2 separate regions of the Mus musculus genome follow, and region 1 is linked to region 2. A link is a contact called in public promoter capture Hi-C data. All regions are on one chromosome and are shown on one strand. The core of a region is the stretch at or near the end of the contact, and the rest is flanking DNA. Distances in the headings are between cores, read along the strand shown.

The links. Capture Hi-C pulls out chosen DNA fragments and counts their contacts.
Region 1: a contact with region 2 is called in a promoter capture Hi-C map of liver. The contact joins two enhancer-like sites. A contact is called at or near these places in 1 of 115 datasets of contacts at active chromatin or transcription factors (pancreatic cancer cells) and 1 of 9 other capture datasets (liver).

What each region holds. Positions count from the first base shown.
Region 1 is chr9:78,150,661-78,156,354 of GRCm38.p6, forward strand. Cilk1 (ciliogenesis associated kinase 1) reads left to right here. Exons shown (of 14, transcript NM_019987.2): 6 at 1; 7 at 2,905-3,076; 8 at 4,689-4,856. Among named protein-coding and RNA genes, the nearest start is that of Rn7sk, 22 kb to the right of the region's middle. Within about 2 kb of position 4,116, at least 8 of the 459 cell types and tissues checked have an H3K27ac peak or open chromatin away from gene starts, as enhancers often do. A contact at or near this core is called in liver, where this site is marked.
Region 2 is chr9:77,890,571-77,895,631 of GRCm38.p6, forward strand. No RefSeq gene overlaps it. Among named protein-coding and RNA genes, the nearest start is that of Elovl5, 24 kb to the right of the region's middle. Within about 2 kb of position 2,066, at least 5 of the 459 cell types and tissues checked have an H3K27ac peak or open chromatin away from gene starts, as enhancers often do. A contact at or near this core is called in liver, where this site is marked.

The sequences.
Region 1 (5,694 bases), core at 2,866-5,365, 260 kb after region 2:
GGTAAATGCTTTTTCTCTCTGAATTATCTAATTATGCTTTTTTTTCCAAAAGATACAGTTATAATGTATCTTATATGTAATGACAGCAAGTGTAATGGCACACACCTCTAATCCCAGCACCCAGGAGGCAGGAAGATTTTTTTATGAGTTCATTGCCAGCCTGGTCTATATAGTGAGTTCCAGCCTGGCCAGGGCTATCTAGAAAAAAAAAAAGAAATCAAAACAACAGAAACATTAAAACATTATGATGAGAACAGTATTAATCACAAACATTAATTTCTCACTAAAAGGAACAAGTAGTTCAAACCCTGCAGATATTTTGTTATTAAGTGAAGTGTAAGCTTGTTAAAAACAATTTTCAAAGAAAAACCATTGTGCTCTCTGTAGTCTTAGTAATTTCTTAAGTTTTTAGACTTGTTATTTCGTGTGTGTGTGTGTGTGTGTGTGTATGTGTGTGTGTGTGTGTGTTCGTGCACGTGTGTGTGTGTGTGTGTGTGTGTGTGTGTGTGTGTGTGTGTGTGTGCATATGCACCATATGCACGCCTGGTGCCTGGAGTGGTCGGAGCCTCTGGCACTAGATTTGCGGATGATTGTGCACTCTTGTGTAAGTGCTGGGAATTGAACCTGGTTCCTCTGCAAGAGCAACTTGTGCTCTTAATGGCTGAGCCACTTCTCCAACCCCCAAATACATCATGTTTTCTGAGGATGGTGTCCCCATAGCCTCCTTCCCGGCTCCCTCTCTTTTTTACCTCCATGTGCTTCTGAAGGTGCTACAGAGAAGATTCCTGTGTGGCGGGGAGATGGCTGAGCCTTAAGAGTATGTCTTGTGCTCAGGGAGAACCCAAGTTGAGTTCCCCACCCTTCTCAGGTGGCTTAGAACCAACCGTTTATCACTCCAGCTCCAGAGGGCTCCAGGGTCTCTGGCCTCGTGTGCACACACCCACACAGAATTCTTAAAGGCTTCAGAGGAGGTAGACATGGAGGAGGAGAAGGGGACAGGGAGAGACTTTAGTAGATGACTCTGGGAGTAGAGGCTGGTGCTTAAGACTATGGGCCGCAGTCCCACATGGAGCCCAGTATCTGAGCATGGGCTTGTGAAACATTGGGCAGTGGTGAAGGTGGAATGTTTCTGAATGGACAACTAAAACCTAATTCAAAGTCAACTGTGTGATGGATTGGAATATCTCTGCCTGTGATCCCATGTTAACAGGTGGGACTTGGCTGCAGCTTTGCTACTGAACACATGACATGCGTGCTTTTCAGGGTGTGTGCTGTTCCCACACACAGTGCCCATGATCCTGCCCCAACCACTGCAGACTCGATTCAAGACTACTGCATGTTGTAACTGCAGTGTGTTCACCATATGGATGGATTTTTTGCTCTTATAGAATAACATAATGGTTTATGTGTAGAAAACAAACGCTTAATATTTTCCTACCATCATTCCTCAACAAATTAGTATCAAGTTAGGAACTGTCTGGATTGGATTGGGTTAGAATGTTTGATTTTTAAAATTGATGTTCAGTTGAGTTTTGTTTAAAGATCATTAGGTGGGGGCTGGAGAGATGGCTCAGCAGTTAAGAGCACTGACTGCTCTTCCGAAGATCCTGAGTTTAATTCCCAGCAACCACATGGTGGCTCACAACCATCTGTAATGTGGCTAACGCCCTCTTCTGGTGTGTCTGAAGACTGCTACAGTGTACTCACTGTGGCTCTGTGAGTGGAGTGCTTCCTACCCACCATGCATAGAGCCCTGGGCTCAGCCCCCAGCATCTCATCAACCACTGTCCTGTAACCCTGCAGTGGACACAGGAGGATCAGAAATCCAAGGTCATTCTTGGTGACATTGTGAGATTGAGGCCAGCATGGGCTATGTAAGACTCTTTCACTAGGTTTGATGGCGCACGCCTTTGATCCCAGAACTTGGGAGGCAGAAGGAGGCGGATTTCTGAGTTCAAGGCCAGCCTGGTCTACAGAGTGAGTTGTTCCAGGACAACCAGCGCTACATAGAGAAACTCTGTCTCGAAAAAAAAAATATTTATTTTATGTATATGAGTACACTGTTGCTCTCTTCAGACACACCAGAAGAGGACATCTGATCCCATTACAGATGGTTGTGAGCCACCATGTGGTTGCTGGGAATTAAACTCAGGACCTCTGGAAGAGCAGTCAGTGCTCTTAACTGCTGAGCCATCTTTCCAGTCCCAAAGGTGAATTTTTGCTTTCTTCTTTAATAAATGGTAAGATTATATGTACACTAAAGAATAGATTAAGATAAGTGTGTGATTTGTTACTAATAATCTTTACATTTTTATACCTACTGAGGAAATATAAAAATTTCTGCGGGGAAACAGAGACATAAATGGAAAAGGTTGAAGAAGCCTTGATTGGATTCCTATTTCTTCTCTTTCTCGTTCTTCCTTCCTCCCCTCTCTTTTCTTTGTATATGTGTGGGGTATATGTGTATATATGGTTCATGCACTGCACATGTGTGTATGGTGTTCACACAGGGGTGGGGGGTGGTCAGAGGTGTCCTCCTCTGTCACTGTCAGCTCACCTTTTTGGCTGAGCCGGGTAGCCAACAAGCTCATGAAACCCACCTGTCTCTGCTCCGCTGTACTGGAGTTGCAGGCACTAGAAGCTGTGCCTGGCTTTTTACTCGGGTGCTGGGATTTGAACTCGGTTTCTCCTGCTTGCACAGCAACAGCAGTCGCCCTTACCCAGTGAGCTACCTCTGCAACCCTAAGACTAATAGTTTTTATTATTGGCCATGACAGCTACCGAGTCCTCATAAGCCCCCATACCACATTGCATTTAGGGAAACGACATACTTTTACTGAGAGTTACTGAATTTATTTTCTGACCAGTAGAAGCAATAGCTAGCTGTTAACTTTGTCTTTCCAGGTACAGGGCTCCAGAGGTACTGCTGAGATCCACCAACTACAGCTCCCCCATTGACATCTGGGCGGTAGGCTGCATCATGGCGGAGGTGTACACGCTCCGGCCCCTTTTCCCTGGGGCCAGTGAAATTGACACAATTTTCAAAATTTGCCAAGTGTTGGGAACACCAAAGAAGGTAATGAACAGAACAAAGGCTCGTGGGCCAAAGCCAGCAGCTTCCTGCTCTGCCCCTCCCCAGTACTGTACAGCTCTGGCACACTTGAGATTGTCCTAGGCCTTGACCATTCTTCTCTGCTCAGGTTCTCTAGCAAGGCCTCTTCTCCCCTTCCTTATGCTTACAACTATGATGTTTGTCCTTCTCTGTTTTCTCTCTATACTGGCTAACCCTATACAGACCTCCATTCATATGCATATGTGTTCTGAGCCTTCCAAAGGTGCTCTCTATCCCCCCCCACACACACACACTCCACCTTTGTAACTGTTCCAGCTATTTGGTGCCTTCCCTCCTCTCTCAGTCACCTCTGGCCCAATTCACCTGAAGCACAGAGCTTACCTTTAAACACACTTCCTTTCTCCGGCTCCTATTTCTGTCTGTGGTCTCATCATAGTCCCTGAAGGACCAGTCTTGAGGCTGAGTGGCTTATGACTCAAACCTAGGGCCTTATACATAGTAGACAAAGTTTCTTTCGTTTTTTGTTTTAAAGAATTATTTATTTTATGTATAGGAGTACACTGTAACTGTCTTCAAACATACCAGAAGAAGACATCTGGTCTCATTACAGATAGTAGTGAGCCACCATGTGGTTGCTGAGAATTGAACACAGGACCTCTAGAACAGCACTTAGTACTCTTAACCTCTAAGCCATCTCTCCAGCCCTTCTTTTTTGTTTTTTATTTTTTAGTTGTTTGAATGATAACGTTGTCCACATCCTCTGCTGGCTGGCCTCCTTCCTCTGACCTTCTCCCTCTTTGATCTATCCCTCTGGTGGCTTTTGACATTTTTAATTATTATATTTTAAAAGAAATGCCATATTTTGTCTTTTAAAGACGGCGATATTTTTAAGGGAAGGATTTATATTGAATTATTTTTGGATACTCAACAAACACTAAGCATTCTCTCGGGAACTATCTGATTGGATAGTATTCATAGTAACTGTTAGCTCCAGGAAGAGGTCAAAATTCTATTGCAGGGTGCCTCACAAAACAGTAGTGTTGAAGCTGGAGAGGCTCACGCCTAGCTGCTCAGATTTCCCATGGTTCTCTCCAGCCTTCAGTGCCCCGGACATGGGGTGTGTGAAACGTGGAGAGTGGAGCAGACAGCAAGCAGTGTCTCTGTCTTCTCAGTGTGAAAGTGAGCAACGTCAGGCTGGTGATAGATGACACGTGGCGTTTCACAAACTTACTGGGTTAGGACTCCGTCTTTTGCTTTATCTCGTTTTATTTTGTTTTCCCCTTAAAAATATACTAACAGATTCTAAAACCCATATGTCAGGGAGCACAGGAGAGAGAATGCCATGGACTTCGATCCTCAGCCCTCCGGAGATGGACAGGCTTCAATAAAGGTTACAAAACAAACTAAGCTGGCGGATAATCACCACCTTTTCTAGTGTTTCTCAGTTGGCATGAGAGGTAGTCTGTGTTAGGGTAGCCCCGGGCCTCATCATATGCATCTCTAGTGAAGCCACAGGAGGCACGACACAGTTGCCTTTCTGTGACGGGCACACAGAAGACCCCTGACAGAAGTCACAGCGAATAGTCTGAGCGCCATTTCCTGTCTTTTCCTGCAGACTGACTGGCCTGAAGGCTACCAGCTGTCAAGTGCTATGAATTTCCTCTGGCCCCAGTGCATACCCAATAACTTAAAGACTCTAATCCCAAATGCTAGCAGCGAAGCCATTCAGCTCCTGAGAGACTTGCTTCAGTGGGATCCCAAGAAACGACCAACCGCTAGTCAGGTTTGCCTATTTGTTTGTTTGATTGATTGTTTGTTTTGTTGTTTTTCTGTTCAAAGCATTTCTTAGGAGATCTATACCTAACCCTGAATATTCCTATAAATTATAAGTTTATCATCTGATAACATGGTTGAAAAATAGTATTGACTGCTCTGAACTGGAGGAATTTAAGGTAATCTGAACCTTGTACACAATTAAAATAGTTCAGATTAAACTGTGTTTGATTCGAACATTAGCATATATGTCACAATACGTGATACATATGTGATCGGCAATGAAAATGAACATAAAATTGTCAAGAAAGAAAGAGTGGTTCAGGGGTTTCGGGGGGGGGGGGGACCGGGACGGGATAACATTTGAAATGTAAATAAAGAAAATATCCAATGGAAAAAAAGAAAAGAAAAGAAAAGAAAAGAAAAGAAAAGAAAAGAAAAGGGCAGTTCAGAAAAGACCCGTGTACCTGTCAGCCTTAGAAGTGTTTAAATGTGTTCTGTAGGAGTTAGGATCATTCCGTGGTTGAGAGATACGCCTGCACGGATTGCTGAAAAGTAACCATAGCTTACAAGCCCAGCTCCCTCCTGTACAGATAGCTAGAACGGCAGAGGGATAGAGCCAGACAGGTAACTGCAGCCTGCATTTTCATAACTTTGCACGTGTCATGGTTTGTTTTATGTGATTTCAACCTAATGAGAACCCCACACAGTAAATGTTTTTGTTTTCACTTCTATAGGTAAGAAAACCACGTCTTAGATAGTTTGAGTGGTTTCCCCTCGTCACTTCTTCAGTGTTGGTGCAGAGTGCAGGTGCCTATAATCCAAGCGGCAGGCTTCTGAATGGGCTC
Region 2 (5,061 bases), core at 816-3,315:
CTGCCCGCCCCCGCCCCCTGCCCAGTCCCTGTCAGCATTTGTTGTCAAGGTTGCCTCATCTTCCACTTCCCTAGTTGCTAAGGATGATGGACATTTTTTAGGTAATTCTTAGCCATTTGTATTTTGTCTTTGGAAAATTCTGTGTTCATATCTATAGCCAATATTTAAATAAGACCACTTATTTCTTAATTCTTTTTTTTTTTTTTGAGTTCTTTATATACTGTGGATGTTAGTCTCCTGTCAGAGGCAAAGATTCTCCACCACTCTGTGGCTGTCCTCAGTACTCAACTGATTCTTTCCTTAGCTGTACTGAAGCTCTTTAGTTTTTTGAGGTCCCCCTTATCAATTTTTGAAAATAAGAAGTAAACAGAAACTTCACAAGAAATTACATTAATGTCCACTAAACACATTTGAATACAGTGATATCCAATAAATACATCTTTAGTTGTTAGAGAAGTGAAAATTAAAACTATAATATTGCTGGAAATTCATATAGTTAAAGTTTAAATGACTGATATCCACCTATGATGGTTTGAATATGCTTGGCCCAGGGAGGGGCACTATTAGGAGGTGTGGCCTTGTTGGAATAGATGTGGCCTTACTAGAGGAAGGTGTCATTTTGGGCATAGGCTTTAAGACCCTCATCCTAGGTCGATAGAAGCCAGTCTTCTCCTGTTTGCCTTTGGAAGATGATGTAGAACTCTCAGCTCTTCCTATATCATGGCTGACTGGATGCTGCCATGTTCCTGACTTTACGATAATGGACTGAACCTCTGAACCTGTAAGTCAGCCAAGGTTAAATGTTGTCCTTATAAGAGTTGCCTTGGTCATGGTGTCTGTTCACAGCAGTAAAACTCTAAGACACCACCCAAGGTTAGCAAGAATATGAAGCAGACAGAACTTTTCATCCATGCTGGTAAGAATACAGAATGGTTTAACCACTTTGGCAAGCTAGCCATTTCTTAAAGAGTTAAGCACACATCTGTTGTATGACTCAGTAATACCAATTTTAGTGTTTATACAAAATAAATGAAAACATTCGCCCACAAAAAGCCTTGTGTAAGAAAGCTTATAGCAGTTTTATTCCTAATAGCCCCAAAGCTGGAAACAACCCAGGTGCCCATCAATAGAGCAGGAAAAATAAACTGATGTGCTCAGACAGTGGAATGCAATTAAGTAACGAAGGGAGCAACCCGCTTGCTCCCTCTTGCATGCAGAAACAGGAATGAATCCCCGAAGTCTATGCCAAGGGAAGAGAATGAGTTGCAAGAGTGTGAAGTTCTGCAGTGGGAGAAACCTGGTAAAATCAGAACAGTCATGGCTTCTAGAAGTGACCAAGCATGCCTACGTTCCCTGGGTGATGAAAACATGCCTACATCTTTTAAAATATAGAGTTAAAAGCATTTTAATAGCAATCTTACTGAGGCAGCAGGGAAGACAGGCACCAGCTACATGTTCTTGCATGCTGGGTCACTCAGAACATTTTAGTGAGGGTATGGGATCTACAAGAGAGAGAGAGAGAGAGAGAGAGAGAGAGAGAGAGAGAGAGAGAGAGAGAGAGAAGTTAGATACCATTCTGTTCCCCTGGATTAGAAATTTATTTTTAAAGAAAAGTCCAAATGTTTCTGTTGCCTGGAAATTTACAAAAGTTTCGTTTGTCATCCTATAGCTGCTGGACTAAGGGAGTATGCGCACTGACACTCTCTAACAACATCGCATCGCATCGTATTAAAGTCACACACATGTCAAAACAGAAAGGCTGCCAATGTTTGCTTCTGTCTCTCTTGTCTACTTGCAATCACATATTTAAGCTCCATTGATTGATCCTGTGGAGAAATGTTACCCAGTGTTCAGAACTATCAACCACTGGAATAAGGGAATTCTGTTTAGAACAGACTTTTTTTTTTTTTTTTGTCATGACGATTCTTAAACATGCCCTCCATGGACTAGAATTTCCGGAAAGCTGTAAGCTGTCTTGTCATATTCATCTCACATTTAGTGTGAGCAGTGCTCAGGTTAAAGTCTGCAGAGAGGTCAACTTCTGCTTTCGGACTGGACACACCACAGTCTGCAGTTCAGGATTTGGCTGGAGAAGCCATCAAAGGGCCAGGTGGCACAGTCCGGAAGTGTCTATATCAATTCTGTTGAGTAAAGGTTGCTCTGTAGGAAATAAAAAATGTGGCAACCAGGAAGAAAATCCCCAAGTTTTGAAAATTCTGATAAAGTTGGAATAAAATGGCACACCTCTCCAGGCAATGAATCAGACACTCATATCTTCCCTGTAAATCCTTCAGAGAAGTGCTACCCCTGGGGTGAAGTCCCTCATAGCCACCTTCTAAGTGGCCTGTCCTCCTAGTGAAGGAGCTATGGCACTGCTCCCCAAGCGGCCTTAATTTCTCACCACTGATGACACATAAATCATTGTTCTGATAAACAGCAGCACACACACAGACAGGATCCTCGTGTTGGGGGGTTGAGTGGAAGGGAGCAGGAGGGGTGGTGTTTAAGATGAAAACCTTTGATACACTTTAAATAAATGCTGGTTATAACAACGCTGGTCAATTCAAGGGTCAGGAGAGATGGCTCAGTGGTTGGAAGCACTGACTGCTCATCCAGAGGACCTGGGTTCAAGTCCCGGTGCCCACACGGCAGCTTGCAACAGTCTGTGACTCCATGATCTGATACCCTCACACAGACATACAAGCCGGCAAGCCACATAAAATTATAAAAAGTCAATATATAAAGTGTTTTCTTACGAAAAAAAAATAGTTATATGCTTAATTTAGTTTTTGCACTGAATTGTCTAAAGGATCAATTTTTAGGACTGTAATTATTGGGTTAATTTAAGTTTATGGGTATTGCCAAGCTGTTCTTTCAAAACTATTCAGCCTTAACCTTTCACTGTTTCAAAATCCTCTGACACATAAACACCTATCAAAGCTTTAATCAGTTGAATGGTTTTGAAATTTTTCTATTGCCATTTTTCTTCACATGCTACTCGTGAATAGCTTAAAGCTATAATGGTGGCTTAGAACAGGTATATGTTAATGTGTTCTGCAGTTTTAAAGTTTCCTCTTTGTAAAGAAAGGTGTGCTTCTTGTCATCATTACTAGTTTGTGGCTTATCATCTCTGATTACACATTGTAAATGTTTATATTTGTGTATATTCATTTAGAAACTAGCTACTGTTGCAAATGTTCCTATTCCTTGTGATTTAATTTTTTATTTTTTATTAGGTATTTTCTTCATTTACATTTCCAATGCTATCCCAAAAGTCCCCCATACCCTCTCCCCCCCTCCCCCACTTCTTGGCCCTGGCGTTCCCCTGTACTGAGGCATATAAAGTTTGCAAGACCGATGGGCCTCTCTTTCCACTGATGGCCAACTAGGCCATCTTCTGATACATATGCAGCTAGAAACACGAGCTCTGGGGGGGGGGTACTGGTTAGTTCATATTGTTGTTCCACCTATAGGGTTGCAGACCCCTTCAGCTCCTTGGGTACTTTCTCTAGCTCCTCCATTGGGAGCCCTGTGATCCATCCAATAGCTGACTGTGAGCATCCACTTCTGTGTTTGCTAGACCCCAGCATAGCCTCACAAGAGACAGCTCTATCAGGGTCCTTTCAGCAAAATCTTGCTAGTGTATGCAATGGTGTCAGCGTTTGGAAGCTGATTATGGGATGGATCCCCGGATATGGCAGTCTCTAGATGGTCCATCCTTTTGTCTCAGCTCCAAACTTTGTAACTCCCTCCATGGGTGTTTTGGTCCCAATTCTAAGAAGGGGCAAAGTGTCCACATTTTGGTCTTTGTTCTTCTTGAGTTTCATGTGTTTTGCAAGTTGTATCTTGTATCTTGGGCATTCTAAGTTTCTGGGCTAATATCCACTTATCAGTGAGTACATATCATGTGAGTTCTTTTGTGATTGGGTTACCTCACTCAGGATGATGCCCTCCAGGTCCATCCATTTGCCTAGGAATTTCATAAATTCATTCTTTTTAATAGCTGAGTAGTACTCCATTGTGTAAATGTACCACATTTTCTGTATCCATTCCTCTGTTGAGGGACATCTGGGTTCTTTCCAGCTTCTGGCTATTATAAATAAGGCTGCTATGAACATAGTGGAGCATGTGTCCTTCTTACCAGTTGGAACATCTTCTGGATATATGCCCAGGAGAGGTATTGCTGGATCCTCCGGTAGTACAAATTATGAAAACAGAAACTAAACAGGGACACAGTGAAACTAACAGAAGTTATGAAACAAATGGGTTTAACAGATATCTACAGAACATTTTATCCTAAAACAAAAGGATATACCTTCTTCTTAGCACCTCATGGTACCTTCTCCAAAATTGACCATATAATTGGTCACAAAACAGGCCTCAACAGGTACAAAAATATTGAAATTGTCCCATGCATCCTATCAGATCACCATGGACTAAGGCTGATCGTCAATAACAACATAAATAATAGAAAGCCAACACACACGTAGAAACTAAACAACACTCTTCTCAATGATACCTTGATCAAGGAAGGAATAAAGAAAGAAACTAAGGACTTTTTAGAATTTAATGAAAATGAAGCCACAACATACCCAAACTTATGGGACACAATGAAAGCATTACCAAGAGGAAAACTCATAGTTCTGAGTGCCTCCAAAAAGAAACTAGAGAGAGCACACACTAGTAGCTTGACAACACACCTAAAAGCTCTAGAAAAAAAGGAAGCAAATTCACCCAAGAGGAGTAGATGGCAGGAAATAATCAAACACAGGGACGAAATCAACCAAGTGGAAACAAGAAGAACTATTCAAAGAATCAACCAAACAAGGAGCTGGTTCTTTGAGAAAATCAACAAGATAGATAAACCCTTAGCCAGACTCACTAGAGGGCACAGGGACAGCATCCTAATTAACAAAATCAGAAATGAAAAGGGAGACATAACAACAGATCCTGAAGAAATCCAAAAACACCATCAGATCCTTCTACAAAAGGCTATACTCAACAAAACTGGAGAACCTGGATGAAATGGACAAATTTGTAGACAGATACCAGGTACCAAAG